Regions from separate parts of the Drosophila melanogaster genome. Here region 1 is linked to region 2. Evidence: chromatin contacts called from public HiChIP or PLAC-seq data. All regions are on one chromosome and are shown on one strand. The core of a region is the stretch at or near the end of the contact, and the rest is flanking DNA. Distances in the headings are between cores, read along the strand shown. Region 1 holds the start of CG16727. Region 2 holds the start of CG44174.

Evidence for each region. HiChIP or PLAC-seq counts read pairs in DNA pulled down with a chosen protein or histone mark.
Region 1: a contact with region 2 is called in a Psq HiChIP or PLAC-seq map of the Kc167 cell line, with 3 times the contacts expected there. The contact joins the promoter of CG16727 here to the promoter of CG44174 in region 2. A contact is called at or near these places in 3 of 107 Hi-C or Micro-C datasets (the ML-DmBG3-c2 cell line, brain and larval central nervous system) and 1 of 6 datasets of contacts at active chromatin or transcription factors (the Kc167 cell line).

What each region holds. Positions count from the first base shown.
Region 1 is chr3R:19,611,817-19,615,970 of dm6, forward strand. It overlaps CG16727, which reads left to right and starts at 1,565. Exons shown (of 5, transcript NM_142561.2): 1 at 1,565-1,827; 2 at 2,038-2,480; 3 at 2,539-2,956; 4 at 3,012-3,518; 5 at 3,586-3,968. The coding sequence starts at 1,685. The coding sequence ends at 3,712. It overlaps CG17752, which reads left to right. Exons shown (of 6, transcript NM_142560.2): 5 at 1-367; 6 at 426-621. The coding sequence ends at 564.
Region 2 is chr3R:19,296,187-19,300,587 of dm6, forward strand. It overlaps CG44174, which reads right to left and starts at 1,509. Exons shown (of 1, transcript NM_001275799.1): 1 at 1,060-1,509. The coding sequence starts at 1,342. The coding sequence ends at 1,211.

The DNA of each region.
Region 1 (4,154 bases), core at 315-2,814, 320 kb after region 2:
GGCGAAAAGGCATGGCCTGCGCCTCTCTTCTTGTTGGTGCCTTCATCACGGCGACCACCGGCTACCTGGTGGGCACTCTAGATCCAGCAAACTACTCTGTACTCCTGGGATTCATGGTGTGCTTGGCAAGATTCGGAGCGGTTGTTGCCTACGATGCGGAGGCTCAGTACGCGGCGGAGATTATACCTACCAGTGTTCGAGGACGAGGAGTGGCCAACATCCATGTGGTGGGCAATGCCTTCGCTTTCTTCAGCTCCTACATCATCTACTTGGGAACATTCTACAAGCCATTGCCCTCACTGTTGATCAGCTTCCTCCTCATTATAGGCGCTTGTTTGTGCCTAACTCTTCCAGAAACTTTGCACAAGTGGGTTTTCGATAACTTATTCCATATATTCATATATAATAACTATTTTATCCTGCAGGCAACTACCACAAACTCTAGAGGAGGGCGAAATATTCGCCAAGGGCGAGAAATGGTACTTTTTCCCTTGCTTTTCACGCAAACGGCAGTCGAATAAATCCGAATCTCAGTTGGAGTCAGCCAACGAAATTACAAAGTAGTTATAGTAAATGTATTAAGAATATAATAAATGCTAATGCCAAAGAGTACAGAGTAATAACAAAACATGTTTACTAGTATCTTAAGTTGTGTGGATGGTTACTAAGACAATAATCCCATGTTTTATTGGCCCCTGATAATACAAAAAGTATCTGATTTCATCATATACTGACCGCATCTCTAGAACTCAGATATATTAATCCCAGGCTCAGACATTTATTAAGCTTCGTAGTGCCCAGTTACTCTCCCATTCGGTTCGTTTAAACTTAATTAGCTTTTGTCTACGACTTGATTTATATAGATCACGCCAATGGTTCCGGAACTTTTACTAGCCGGCGAGATAATGGAATTCTGGAGAGGCTTTTGTTTGGCGCCTGCGAGAAGTAGACCTGTAATCTATACTATATATAATCTATATATCTAAACGAGAACCCATTAAAGTGTCCAGCCACAAACAACGAATCCGTATATCCGGCAAATCCCCCCCCCATTAAAAAAGACTCCATTTCAGGCGTGACTTACAGCACGACAGTGGTTAATCCGTCATAAATCTAAGACAAAGTAAACAAACGGAAAGAAGCCAAATTTTTCGAGAAAGTCCGTCACTTGACCAAGTTAAATGCCTGATAAGGATAGGAAAACGCATTTCAGAAAAGCCCTATTTACAAAGAAACCAGAAATCAAGGTCATGTATCGCTAAGTTTGACTGAAGAGCATGTTGATACAGTTTATGCTGATCCACATTTAATCATTATAAACATCAATTGTATGCTAGGTAAACAAATAACTTCTGTATAGGGTTGTTCGTTCACCTGTTCCGTAGACTGTTTACTCTGGCCTCAGCATCTGCATCTTATCATCGGCACACACCCCAAAAAGCGAGAGATTGCCTAGCCCAATCTCGGTGTTACTAATTACCCATCCTAATCAGCGACAACGCCTATATCTTTATACTATATAAGGCAGCTGCCGATCCTAGTAGGTGTCAAAATACTGCTCGTACAGGCAGAATGTAGTTGACTCGTTGCTGAGAAGATTCAACGCGGTGTCCACATAAACAAACTAAAGTCAGTTAGATACTATTAGAACGATTAGTACAAGTACGAGTTGTTCGAGATCACCATGGATTTCGACCGCGTGCTTGAGAAGTGCGGAAACTTCGGAAGATTTCAGTTTGTCATTCTAATTCTCTACGGCTACACGAACATTCTTAGTTCGTTGCACTATTTCTCACAGACCCTTATTACTTTTACACCCGAGCATTGGTAAGTTATTGTAATAAAGAGCAGTTAAATTAAAAATTCACACAATTCTATAATAATAGTTTCCGATTCTGAATACATTTCAATTGGTTAGAATGTGTCTATAATCAGCTTTCAATAATTAATTTAAAAGTATTGTCACCAAAAACTATATTTTCAAATAAATTGTATTCGGATAATTAATACTTGAATTCCTTTACTGCCAATTTCTAGGTGTTCCCACGATGACCTAATGGGCTTGGGTGCCGCGGAGCTGCGATCCATTTACTCCAACGTTTCGCACCCCTCCTGCACTCTTCTCTCCGAGGTGATCAATGGAACTGGAGTGGCCTCCGAAGAGTCCTGTCAAGACTGGATCTTCGAGCGGGAGAACGGCTACGAGAGTCTAACCACTGAACTGAAATGGGTCTGCGACAAATCCCATCAGCCGGCGGTGGGTCAATCCTTCTTCTTCCTGGGCTCGGTGGTGGGCACCATTTCCTTTGGATTTCTTTCTGACCACATTGGAAGATTGCCGGCCATGCTGATGGCGGCTCTATCCGGTGCAACTGGTGACTTTATTACCTCGTTTGTGCACACGCTACCCTGGTTCGCCTTCTCGAGATTTGTGTCAGGACTGTCCACGGATACCATGTACTACCTTATGTACATCTTGGGTAATATATGATATTCTTCGCTATTGTTTGCAAACTAACTGATTTAATTTTCCAATAGTCTTCGAGTACCTGAGTCCCAAGCGTCGTACCTTTGGTCTGAACATCATCCTGGCTGTATTCTACTGCTTTGGACTGATGACCTCGCCCTGGATCGCCATGTGGATTGGCAACTGGCGTCGCTACCTCTGGTTGGCATCTCTTCCAGCCCTAGGAGTTCTAATTTACCCCCTCCTGATCTGCGAAAGTGCTCAGTGGCTGCTGACCAAGAAGAAGTACGATGAGGCGGTGGCATGTCTGAAGAAAGTGGCCAAGTTTAATGGCCGCCAAGTTGAGGATTCTGTGTTTGATGAGTTCGTAAAGCATTATCGCGAGAAAATGAACGAGGAGAGCAAGTTGAACAAGCAAATGGATACATTCCTAGGAATGTTCAAGACTCCCAGATTGCGTCGCTTCACCACCACATTGCTGGTTAAATCGTAGGTCTACTGTTTTGTTTTTATGAGACACAAATTTAAGACGTCCTCTTTTTAGGGTCATCATCACGCTATCCTACGACGTGATCAACAGGAACATGGAAGGGCTGGGCTCTTCGCCCTTTAAGCTCTTTTCGCTAACCTCCAGTGTTTACCTACCAGCTGGTTTCACCATCTTACTGCTGCAGAACAAGATTGGGCGGAAGGGCATGGCATGTGGAGCACTGCTGGTGGGAGCTATTATAACCGCTGTCACCGGATTCCTGATCGCAGTACTGGATCCCAGTGAGAATGCTGTCCTGCTGGCCCTAATGGTGGGTCTGGGTCGCTTTGGCACAACGGTTTCCTACGATGCAGAGATCCAGTACGCAGCGGAAATCATTCCGACCAGTGTGCGCGGACAGGCGGTGTCCAACATCCATGTGGTTGGATTGGCCTCCAGCTCACTGGCCTTCTATGTGATCTACCTGGCACAATACTACAAGCCCCTGCCCTCGATCTTCATCAGCGTTCTAATGTTCCTAGGTGCTCTACTCTGCCTGACCCTTCCCGAAACGCTTCACAAGTAAGTGCATAATGTTATTTAAAGCTGGCGTTAAGTATCATAGACATATATCTTTTATCAAATTAAGAAAACTACCCGAAACCCTGGCCGATGGTGAGCGCTTTGCAATGAACGAGAGCTGCCTGTACTTCCCATGCTTACACAAACGCCGCGAAAGTCTGACCGAGCATGAGGACCGAAAGTCTGAACCCTAGAGAACGATGCACCTGATAGCTGACTACTGTTTAACCTGCTAGCCACTTAACCTGATGATGGGGTCAGCGATATGCTGACCCCCGTAACCGAATGGTCTGATAGTTATTACTCATGTGAAGGATGCATAGTAATTAAACCAAAACCGTTGAATAGAATACACTTATCTAACCCTATACATATATCCAAAACAGAACTGGTATAAATATATGACGCACTCCTTTTTTCACAATAAATATATAAATATATAATGAACGGAATTGCTTGGTTTCTTACTCAAAATCATTATCACAAGTCAGCCCTGACAAACATTAAAATATTGTATATAAATATATATCCAGATGTTATGTCGACAATCTCAAGGGAAATCTTGAAACATTTCATTAAAGATTTTTTGTTCAATTCCCAAAATATTGTGCCTTAAAAGCGCTAATATTTTAGTCC
Region 2 (4,401 bases), core at 259-2,758:
AGCCTTAGCCTCATTACGAATGGAAATGATGATGGACAATAATGACGCGACAACAGGAAGTCCAAGTCGTCGCTGCAAATGCCGACGACAAGTCGTCAACTTAGCTCGATTCCCCTCCATTTTTCCCGCTCCATGGGATTGCGATCCGAACTGAATGAACGCGAACTCAAACTGGAACTGGGCTAGTGCATCGTTAAATTGATTTGTGTGTGATCCGATCCGCACAACTAGTTTCCAATGCCTGAGAAAGCTCGGCCTGTTCTGCTGGCCACAAAAACGAAATAGCTTCTGTTACAATATTTGTTTGAACATTTCAGAAATGCCACTTAAATGCCAGACTTCAGTTTCAGCACCGCGCTTCCGTTTATGGTAAGTTCTTGGCCTTATCATTGTCATAAGAGAGTTGTAAAGAATCCGGCCAATGTTAATGAGATGAGAATAAATCAAGCTTTATGGCACTGAAACGCCGACCTGTACTAGCAGAATCCCCCTTTGACGGTCCAGCAAATGAAGCAACAAATTTACGACAATTCGAAAATTGGCAGCCGTGGGGAACGGTTTTATTCGATTGCCGGGATTGTCATAATTTCGACAGGCCGGCAATGGGAAAATGCAGCCAACACCCGCAACTTTCGGGCGCTGGTACCGTTTTCGGCCAATTCACCCTGTCCGCCTGGCAATAGAAATTAAAGTTAACAAATTTCCGACAATGTTTGGACAGTTTTGCAACAAAACAGGCAACAAAAAACAAGCCAGAACAAAGCTGCAACAACAGCCGATGACGCCGAGTACCGTAATTGTGGCTCTTTCGGGTTCTTTTGTCCGCATTCAAAGTTGTCAGATAAATGGGGAATAGCCAGGAGAGAGCGATTGCACAAGCGGAAAAAGGATAAATACACTTAAAACAATGCCAAAGGATTGGAAATCCTAATGAAATATAAGGGAAATCTATCTAAGTTTCAAGATTGTGTTCCTAATGTAGTACATCCAAACTTTTTTTATGCATAGACAACCTATTCATTGGGTAGTTTTTTTTTCATAATTCATAATTCATTCATTCAAGACATAATTCATGGTCTTATTATTATTATTATTTTGTTTAAATTTATATAACTCAGTTTCAAAAGGATAATACTTAAGAGCTACATTGATCTAAGCTATAAAGCAATTGTATCTGCAATTGAAACTAACAGTTTCAACAAAATGTTTTTTAGTGCAGTCCTATTAAAGATCGCTTAGCTGACAATGCAACTCCTAGGTAGCCGCACCAGCTTCCTTCCATCAGCCAACGCAGACGCCCCAAAGGCCTAAAAGTTGCCGCCAACTTCCAATTGCCAAACATTTCTGCACCGTCCACTCCTGGCCCTTCCTCCTTTTTTTTTCGCGGATTTCTTTGGGATTCGGCGGATTGCAGGAGGAGTCTTTTACTTCGAGCTGCGAATGTGTGTAAAGTTAAGTTGTCGTCGCCGTTGTTCGATGAATCGTGATTTTGTCAATTGGGGCTCAAATTTTTTGTGCTCGGGTTCCTTTGTGAATGTGGAAATGTGGCACATTGGCTTGGTAATGGGAAACGTTGCCTGGGTATGGGAAAGGCAATTAGAGCGATGGAAAGTGCCGTCTAGTTCTAAATCGAATGGGAATGAAGGAGGAATGAGGAATCTACTTACAAATGCACCATTCTCCACGTTAGATTTTGGGTTCTTGGCATTATTGTAGAAAAGAGAACTGGGTCGGTTAAAGTTATTGGCTTGTCTCAGTGCATTTAATACTACTGCTACAGTATACTCTAAATTCAGATTATAATAATTGAATAGTTGGTAATATTTGCTTTATATGCTTGAAATTATCTCCTTTGGGAGATATATGCACAGAGTGCCATTTTTGTTAGAACAATTTGCACTTAAGCTCATAAATAAAATGCATAAAACTTGCATTTTTACAACTACTTCAATCCATTCAAAACCATCGACAAAATCGTGGCCAACTGTTGGTTTAAGAAAAAAGAAAAAAAACAGTGACTGTCGGAAGGCGAGACCAGAAATCAAATATTGAAGAGCTATGGTTAAAGTGAAGAGACCGAGACATAAGTTAACACTTTTTGGAGGAACTCTGAAATTAAGCAGCGATCGGATCTCTCGCACTTGGCCAGAATGATCACTGATCACACACAAACGGAACGGTTTTCGGTTTGTTTGCCTTTGACAAACAGAAAGGCAAAAGGGAGAACAGAAACGAATCCCAAATAAATCAACACATGCCACAAATGTATAAAAGATGTGAAGGCACCTCGTCGACTGCGGCTGCAGGCCTCATAATCATATTGATGTATTACAATAGTTTGTGGAAATACCAACTGCACTCGGCTCTTTCAGTTGTAAAAAAAAAAAGCGCTCGTAAAACCTACAGAAACATGGCTGAGAACGCGCCCATAAGATACAAAGGCCAAATGAGCTGGGGAATAAGGAAAGCCCGGCCAGAATATCGTGGCCGACAGATAAATAATGGAAATGCATACTAATTAAATGGTGAGAATTCCGTTGAGTCTGCGCCTTCTAAGCTCTGCCTAATTATTTGCACTCCAGAGATCTCAGATTGCATCGCCTCTTGTTTATGTATGTATGTATCATCATCAGAGCTGGTTTCATCGTTATCAGCATCCCAACAAGATGTTAATTATGATGGAGATGAGTGTGTCGGCCGTGTCTAATTGTGTATGTCAATATATTTGGGGGATCTTAGCTTTGTGTGATGGTTTCGTTTTTTACTCTTTTAACATTTCCACTTTAATTGATTCCAATGAGACGATAATTACCGGAGAAAAGCGACGTTCACAACAGCAAATGGAAACAACGACGAAACCGATATTAATGAAATGATTTTTCATAATTAATGAAATTTAATGCAGACCCAGAAAATCAACGTTCGGCTCTCAGCGCCGAACAGAAGTTCCCACATCATTAATAAAGAGTAAAGCCCAAGCCAAGAGACACACACGATGTGGCCCCATGGCGCTACCAAAAGCTGAAATTCAAACGAACTCGAGCAGCAGATACAGAGTTACAAATGTATCTACAAGTCGACAAATTATGCAGCGACAAGCAAGCGCAACGTTCCGACTTGGTGATTCCTTCTTATCGCTGGCTTGTTCTGTTTGGGGTTGCCTTGGTTTTTGGTGAAAATAAATTATAAACAGTTTGGAAATGAAGTCCAACGTTTTGTTCGCTGTCCGTTTAGTGGAAATTTATCGGCCGGGAATGTTAGGGCGCTACCTGAACGAAGACTTTGATCTACGGCCAGATTAAGCTGCCCTATGTCCGCTCAGCAGCTTCGCACTCTATTAGCTGCAGCTGAGCTGCCACTTTTCTATCGATCGGTTGCATCTTAAATACTTTATCGATCTCATTTGCATAGTCCACAAAATAGATAAAGCCTATATCTACTGAGCTTCTTCAGTTGCCTGAATGCCTCGAAATGTTCTCAGCTCATAAAACTCCATAGTGAATCATTGTCAGTCCATGGCTCCTCCTCCTCCGGTTCCCCAGACCCAGGGACTCAAACTCCAGACCCGAAGCTCCAAACTCTGTGGCTTGCCTGCATTTCATTTGTTGTGTAATTCCCTTCAATGTACTTTGGATGCCACGGATTTCTTGTCTTCGCTTTTGAATTTGATTCTTGATTTTATGTCAGTTTATTTATGATAAGATGACCTTTTTTCTCCTTTTTTCCCCCGGCTTCGTCTTACCGTCGCTCCTCTTTTTTATTATTTTGTTTTGGACCCTTGCCAAAAAAGAAGGAGTTTTGTATCTCTAGTTCTCACTCAGTCTCGCTGCATGAATGAATGGATGAATGAAGCTCATTAAATTATGGATCACTTATGTGAGGGGCTGGGAATATGCATGGAAAAGATATTGAAATATGAGTAGGATGCACTGGGAGATATCAAGGGGGAATCAAGGGTTAATGAACATCAGATATATCCAGAAGAGGATTAATCTTTAATGGGGCTATTTATCAATGAACATTCTCATTTTACCTCTCAATTGACTATGCAAGTCATAAGTGGTTAAATATTTATAATAATGGTCGAAAATATTTGTATTACTTGCATTTTGAAACCTTTCATCTAGCATTTTCTCGCACTGCACGATTTATATATCCCCGAATAAAACCATTCTTCGAGCAAGTACAAAGCTACAATTTCCGATCATGAGACGGCCAAGACCATTCAAATCCTCGAGCAACCTCGGCTTACTATTTTGGATTTCGAATCGGAGCGGAGATTTGTGTGCTGTTTGTTGCTTTGGCTTCTTTTTTTTTACTTACAGCAGATTTTCAAGATCAACAACGCAGCGTCACGAGAAGAGATGAAAAGCGAGATCTTTTATGGCGATTAGTGCAAGA